2 separate regions of the Astyanax mexicanus genome follow, and region 1 is linked to region 2. A link is a contact called in public Hi-C data. All regions are on one chromosome and are shown on one strand. Each heading gives the region's core, a stretch centred on a gene start, on an enhancer-like site or on the middle of the called end of the contact. The rest is flanking DNA. Distances are from core to core; before and after follow the strand shown. Region 1 has its middle 36 kb from the start of LOC125804615. Region 2 overlaps LOC103026716 (ATP-sensitive inward rectifier potassium channel 1).

What was found. Hi-C and Micro-C count contacts between places; a contact is called where the count stands out from the background.
Region 1: a contact with region 2 is called in a Hi-C map of muscle, with 19 times the contacts expected there. The contact joins two enhancer-like sites. A contact is called at or near these places in 2 of 3 Hi-C or Micro-C datasets (both in muscle).

Annotation. Positions count from the first base shown.
Region 1 is chr9:33,233,565-33,237,144 of AstMex3_surface, forward strand. No RefSeq gene overlaps it. Among protein-coding and RNA genes, the nearest start is that of LOC125804615, 36 kb to the right of the region's middle. Within about 2 kb of position 1,692, the one cell type or tissue checked has an H3K27ac peak away from gene starts, as active enhancers do.
Region 2 is chr9:33,009,880-33,013,822 of AstMex3_surface, forward strand. The region is part of intron 2 of LOC103026716 (ATP-sensitive inward rectifier potassium channel 1); the gene reads left to right. Among protein-coding and RNA genes, the nearest start is that of fli1, 16 kb to the left of the region's middle. Within about 2 kb of position 1,447, the one cell type or tissue checked has an H3K27ac peak away from gene starts, as active enhancers do.

The sequences.
Region 1 (3,580 bases), core at 442-2,941, 220 kb after region 2:
GGTCTACAAACATTATCAATCTGGGCGAGCTAGACCACCATCTTAACCAAGCTTGACCAAGCTGGTTGACCATCATCACCAAGTTTTTCAACCACCTTCACCATCCATGACCATCTTAGACTATCTGAAACCTGCTACCAGCAAAAGGTGAGCCAACTATTCCACCATACTCACAAGGGCTCAGAAGACCACTGTTGTTGGTTCACATCGTGTTTAAAGGTATTCTTTACAACATTTACCAGTTAATCGATGTACTTTTTATTGTATCAGATTAAAAAATGGATAAATGGATCATTAAAGAGCGAATAAAGGTTTTCTTGACTACGCTTGTTGTCTGTAGGGGAAAACCATGTTTGTAAGTTCAGCACCCATGGGCTTACAACTCTCTTTTTTTGGTAATAGCTAGATAACTGCATTTCCATCTTTTGCAATTTTTCCAAACTTACTTCATAAGTGAATTCAGTGCAGGTATGTGTATTTACATACCACACATTGGCAAGTAGGAGGAGCCAAAGGAACAGCAGCACAAAAGTGAACAATTACTGTGCTGTTTGTCTTGTAAGCGCTGCACATTTATGTGGCAGAGTAATACTTGTAGAGCTTTGATTACAGTGCATTACCAGCTGATAATATAATGTCACTCATAAAACGCTTCTCAGCCAATCACATTGCAGGGTCAGAAATAAATGTGGTATAATAGATGTTTAATAGATGTTTAGATAGGGTGAGAATCTATGGGGCATCTATAATTTTCTAAATAGTTTTTCCTTAATCACTATAGGGTATGTTTTTGTTTGATTTGTCTGATGGTTTAGGAGGTCTACAAACTTGATCGACGTGGCCCAGCTGGACCACCAGTTTAACCAAGCTTCACCAAGCTGGTTGACCATCAAAACAATCACGCATTTGCAAGGGGGGGTGTGTCCAGAGGAACAGCAGACTAAAAGTGAACATTTACTCCCAGCCTGTAGAGGGAGCCTTGTAAAAAAAATCAGCCAACGGTTACATAGTGTGCCTTTAATACAGAGTTGCCAGGTTTGCGGTTTTCCTGTTAAAATTGGCAGGTGAAAATTCAGGGGGTTTTTTTTGGGCTATTTTTATTTATTTTGTTTTTATTACAGTGAAAAAAAAGCGGGTGTTGTCTTGGATGTTAAGAGACTTACAATGTAACCAGAAATGACAAGGTGATAAAAAAATGTTAAAGAGGAGAGAAGAGAGCTCAGGAGTTGCAAAAACAGAAAAGATGAAGTAAAAGTCTGTTTTTTTCGCTAATTATGTTACTATTAAATGTTTGAATATTATTAATATCACTTATAAATAAGATTAATAGCAATATTGATAATAAATCACTTACAAACAATATACTAAGTCGTAAAAACAAGTCATAGTTGTTTTGCCATTTGCTTCAAACAAGTAACAGACATATACTGTATTTTTGGGCTAGTTTAATCTTTTAGATTGAGTTTTAGACTTTGGGCTGAATATTTTCTTTGGATCTGGCAACCCTGCTTTAATTTGCGCAACTCTACCATCCTACTGGAACTTTAGAAGAACACAGTATATCACAATCAGTAGCTGATAAAGAGATACTCCTGAGAAGCATCCATGTCTCATGAAGGACAGCACGGGCAGGTCACTGAGCAGATGCTGCCCATGGACTAAGAAAATAAAGGGATCATGGCGTCCATGACCTAGGCTTTTACTGCTCGCCACATAACGGATCACCTTTGACCTGCTGAAGCTCCGTCTGGCCTGTTAACCTACCGCTGTTAACTTTCACTGGAGGGAAGGTCCAAAACTGAAACGGTTAAATAAACAAGTGTGGCGAAGACATGTAATAAAAATGCTTGTATGGACTGGATGCCAGTTATTTTAGATTAAACAAAGAAAACAAACAAAAAAAAGGTAATAAATAATTTTCTGCCTTGTCAACAACAAGGAACATCATGTCACGCTAAGAATTACAAGCAGAGGTCATGTTTCGCCGCTCAAATTAGGCTCCATTCTGACGTGACAAATAGCTTTCCTCTTTCTGGAACGGATTGGAATGTCCCAAAAAGTTGCTGGCAGCGGCTCAAAAATGCTCAAATACGAAGGAGCGAGGCCGAGTGCGGTTTGGCCACGCCGCCCAGCTCTCTCATGTTCAGAGAATCGTGCAGAGCTACATGGAAGACACAAAGGAAAAGTGCGAAGTGTTTGGGTTCATGGCTTATTTACTGCTGAAGGGTTGACTGGAAATTCACTCAGTGCCTGGATCCCTTTCACAGCTCGCTACTGCCTCCTGGCAGAGAAACGGCGCTACTGCAGGTGATATTCTCTGGCCAAGTACTGTGGCTGTCCAAGTTTTAAGTGATGATAAACTAAATTTAACACCAGAGACAAATCATCAGAATTCCATATACTTTATAAATAAAACAAAATGCTTTTTTGCACGTCAGTAATGTGAAATAATGTTAAGTAATAAAAAAAAAAAGATCAGCCAGCTCTCTCGCTTTCGCCTCTTGCTTTCGCTGAAAGCGCTGAACTCACATAAAACAAACCAAATGAGTTCAAAAACCACAACTATTGGTACTCCACTTTCAGCTCGGCGCTTGGCGGGCCCGGCTGGCTAACGACACCGAATTCCAGCTGTTTTTCCAGCTTTCTTGTCGCTCCAGGTCTTGTTTCTCGGGACTGGCTGGCTGGCTGGTCGCTTTCCACGGGCACAAGTGCAGACGCTGCAGTTCTGGGGTACAATGTGTCTTTCATTTGGCTGCTGCTTCCAAACTCAGTGCACATGTGGCCCAAGTATGCAGCCAGCTGCTCCAATACAAACACACACAGCTCCCCCGTCTGCCTGCTGCCGGGCGAGCACACTGCACTCTCTCTTTCTCTTTCTCTCGCTCTCTCTTTCTCTTTTCGGAGTCTCCATCTTTCTCTTTTTAACCCTTGTCTTAACCCACAGAAGCCCAGACCTAGATTGGAATACAAAATTCAAGATTGAATCAGTGAAATTCATTGACAAGACAAGACTTGACATGACAAGATAAGACAAGGCAACCATATAGTGTTGGGCACAGATGGAACTTGGCCTCTGACTTTGACCCATATGTGCAGTGAACACACACATACACATACACAAACACATAGTGAATACACTCAGCAGTGAGGGGCCTTGCTTAAGGGCTCAACAGTGCCCAAGGAACAGGCCCACCAATCCTGTGTATCGAACCCACAACCTTGTTGTTGATAGCCTGGTTCTCTAAGTGCTGAGCCACCGCCCCCAATGAGCAACTCAGTCATGTTTTTTTTTTTTTTTTTTTTTTTCATTATTATTCTGATAAAGAGGGCACTAGACTTAATTTTTGAATTTTAAGGTTAAAATACCAATATAACATAATGTATTAAATGTTTATTGTCTATTTCATTCTTTTATTATTTAGAATTTTATTCAGATGTACTTTAGTCAGTTATTGCTTTGTTATTGCGTGTTTTTTGCTGTAACTTTGTGTAGAAGTGTAATGCAATTTCAATTCTCTGTATGTCTGTCAGGTGGTCCCTGTCTGTTCTCATGTTTCTGTGTTTATTTACCTTTTCTGTG
Region 2 (3,943 bases), core at 197-2,696:
GATGGCCAAGCCTATAACCATGTTTGAACCATTTTATGTAAGACTCTGCAACAAATAAAATTCATGTTAAGATTATAGAACCTCACTGTTATAAAATGGTTCTATATCCATAAGTTTTTGTTACAATTTAATTTTTATTCAATACTAAAATTATATTTTTTAGTTTTTAGTTTCTTTAAAGTTTGTTTTCGTGGCAGTTTGCTACAAAATGTGGTAGACTGTACCATCAGCATAATATTTCCAATTATTGACTGCTCCCAAAGAGCTCAAATGGCAAAAATAAAGGGAAAAAAATGGGGATGTTCTAAGGTGTGTCATGGCACCTCCAGGAAGTTAATCACCGGATTATTGATTACACCTGTTTGCAACAATGTATACTGTACATACTGTATGCACCCTCACTCCACACACACCTTGCTGAGTATTGTTGGTTTTGCACAGACAACATATTATGCAGATATTACAGATATTATTTTTATATATTTAACCCTATCAGATCTAATGCCTCACAGGTAAAGGTTCTAAACCCATTCAGTTTTCGTAGATCTCAGTGTACAACATAGGAACTTTAATCGGTAACAGGGTTTGGGCACAAGATAATAAATATACAGTATACTCATTAAACAGTTTTTTTTTTATAGAACTTGATTGCCAAGCCTAAATCAATATAGAATATTTATTTGCAAGACTGTGAGATGATAGGTCTGACAAAATTAAATTAATAAAGAATACTTGTTTTTTATGTTTTTATTATTAAATTTTTTCATTAATTGGAAACAGACCAATAGAAATACTCCAAATTACTTAATCTATTCAAATCAAATATTTTTAAATTGAATTCCTCTAAAATTTAAGAGGCTTCTAAGAGGATGGTGAAAGCAGTAAAAAATGAACTGTGTGATATTCTGCTGTATTGAATTATACCATATACTGGTGCAGTTGTGGCAGAAGACTGATAGAGGGCGCAGTTGAGCTTTAAAACATATTAAACCCATGCTGTTCTCAAACCAAAAATCAGCCTTTTTCAAGTCATTTGAAGTCATACAAGATATTGAGTTGCTTAAAGCCGAACTACACACAAAAAATACACACAAAGATGAAATACTTCCAGTGCATGTTTTTCTTTTTCTTTTTTGGAGTTCTCTACCTTAAAACTGGATTTAAAGACTAAAAATAGGCCCAATGAAAGAAAATCCCTCTTGAACTTAGTTACTGTACAGGGTTCAGCTGCGTTTTCGTCATGTGAATAAATCCTACTTGACACAAACAACTATAACAAGCAGTCTGTCCTGCTGCCAATGTTTGTACTGTTAAAAATGTAACGTTGCATCTTGTTTACTGAAGCTGCTGCCACTAAATCCCAGCCCTGCCCAAACATGGCAGCAGCTGTACTCCAACCCCAGCGAAAATAAAGTAAACCGATACAGCCAGATACGGGCCTACAAGTGCACACACTCGTACACACCCGCGCATACACCATGCAGCCATGCGCTCATGCGTGCACACCCACACACACACCTGTACGTCTCAGAGCTGTTATCTGTAGCCTATATCTTATACACCAGCCTCCTGCAGCACTGCTCACTCTACAACCATTTACAACAATTTACTTTAAATACAGATTACCTACATCACACTCAGATTACCTTACAGTGCACTTAAAAACTATTACAAGATCATTTTATCTCTGGAAAATTACATTAAAATTACATGAATAAACATGAAATGTGTCATGTTATTTTCTGAGAAAATTCTCTAAAACTTTAGTACGTAAATTATCTGTTGATGCTTTTTTTTTGCTGACTCCATGCTCAGCTCAAATTTGAAACAGGCTAAAAAATGTTAGGAGTGGCTTGGAAGAGGCACTGGGTGATGTATGGGTTTAGAGGCAGGGCATAAGGGTGATCTGATTGGCTGAGCTGCAGCAGCAGTGTTCCTCTGAGAGCCGTGAGATGCAGATGGTTGGACATCATCCAAGGCAATAGCACAGTTGAACCTGAGAGGGCGCTGCAGAGGCAGAAATTACCACAATAAAAGTGTTTTCTTAAGGTTAGGAAGAGTTTATAAAAAAACTAAGCAGGACTGAAATGTTTCAGTACTTTTAAAGGAACATATTTTAGCTATTAATGCAAAAATATGGTTTAAGGTTTAGTGGCTCTTTAACAAGTCTAACTGTGAAATGTGATTCAAAGTAAATAAGCAAATACATATTTGTGGTAATTGTACACAAAATGCAGTTCATAGCTGCAAGATAAAATGTAAGAAAACTAACAGAAAAATCAGTAATTTTCTATTAACCATTGATTAAAAACGTATTGTTGTGTAACAACAAGTGTTTTAGCACCACTGTTTGCAGAAAATGTATTTTTTAACAGTGTATTCTTTAGAATTTGTATATAGTATTCGTTTTTAAGAGAATTATATGCAGTTTTTTTTCACGTCTATGACTTTGTTTTTACATAAGGAATCATATAATAAACCTAAGTACTAAAGAGTTTATTTAAGTACTAAGGGGGGTCTTATCTGGGGTGCTTTCAACTTATCCTGTGCAACAGAGGTAACTCTCTGTCTTTCTTTTCCTATAGCAATAAATGTCTGACGGTTTAATGTTCTAGTCAGGGTTCTAATCAGTCAGTGGTGCACCTGTGTTTTATGTTGCACTTATACATAGCAGTTCACCAGCAATTTATCTGAACATACCTCACTTCACGACCACCACACCAATTAGAGTATATACATTCAGGAAAACAGACTGTTCTCGGGGTGTAAGATAGTAATGAGCATTGCCCAATTCTACTGTATGTTAGTGTAAAAACATGAATAATGTTCTTATGGGTTTATAATGAATCTTATAGGTGAATCGTGCACCGTGCAGGGTGTCAGCATGTCTTTGCTATAATAACTTGCAGCTCGAAAAACGCAAAAGACATGTAGTAATTATCTCTTAATTAATCATGGGTGTGTTTTGAGTGTAATAAATGTGTAATAAACCTATCATTGTGTCACTTGCCATTCTCTTTAAAAGCCAGGTGCACTCTGACTTTGGTGGATTGGTATTTTAATGGTGCAGAACTTCTGCACTCAGCAGAGGAAACTGACCTGTGAACAGCAATGTTATTTAATTTTGTATTCTCTTTATTGTTGATGTAAAAGGTGGGTTTGTGCACTGCTGCATGTCCTTGTGTATAATGTGGCGTTTCTCCTTTGCCAGCCTAGCAGTGAACATCTGACTGATGACTGTTGTCAGGGTTTTAGTAAGTCAGTGGTGCACCTGTGTTTTCTGTTGCCAAGATAGCAATAGGCCAGAAATTGAACTTAAAACATCACACCACCACATCCATCAGGGCATATATATTTACAAGCGCCACTGCAGGCGCGAGGGGTGAAAGTAGACTGTTTCCAGGGTGTAAGATAGTAATGAGCATCGTGACACGCCTTGTTTCCCATGATATTCCAATTCTACTCTATGTCAGTATAAATACATGAATAATGGGCTCTGGACTCATGAATTTATAATGAATCTTATCACACTGGCATGGCTGATGATAGTAGTAACAGGATCCTCTCGTAATCAGCGAAAGAGAGAAAAAAGAGAGAGAGACAACGAGAGAGAAATGAAGGGAGCGAGTGCAGGCCATTTCCTCGTTTAGAATCAAAACATGATGAACTCTACATCCTTAAAACATCCTTAAAACATCAGCTCTCAGAGTAAAAATACCCTGCCTGCCTCTGTGGGGCAGGGGGAGGTCAGTGTGTATAGCAGTGTGTATAGTGTATAGTGTGTGTGTGTGTGTGTGTGGAGAGGATGTGGGAGTTCCTCAGCTCCAGACCGTAGCAGTGATAGCAGCACTGAGAATAGAGGCTGATTATTTATGTGCTTGTAATCTAGACCCCGCCCCCTTTTTCCATCTCCCCCAAAACCAGCCGTCCTAACATTAATTAC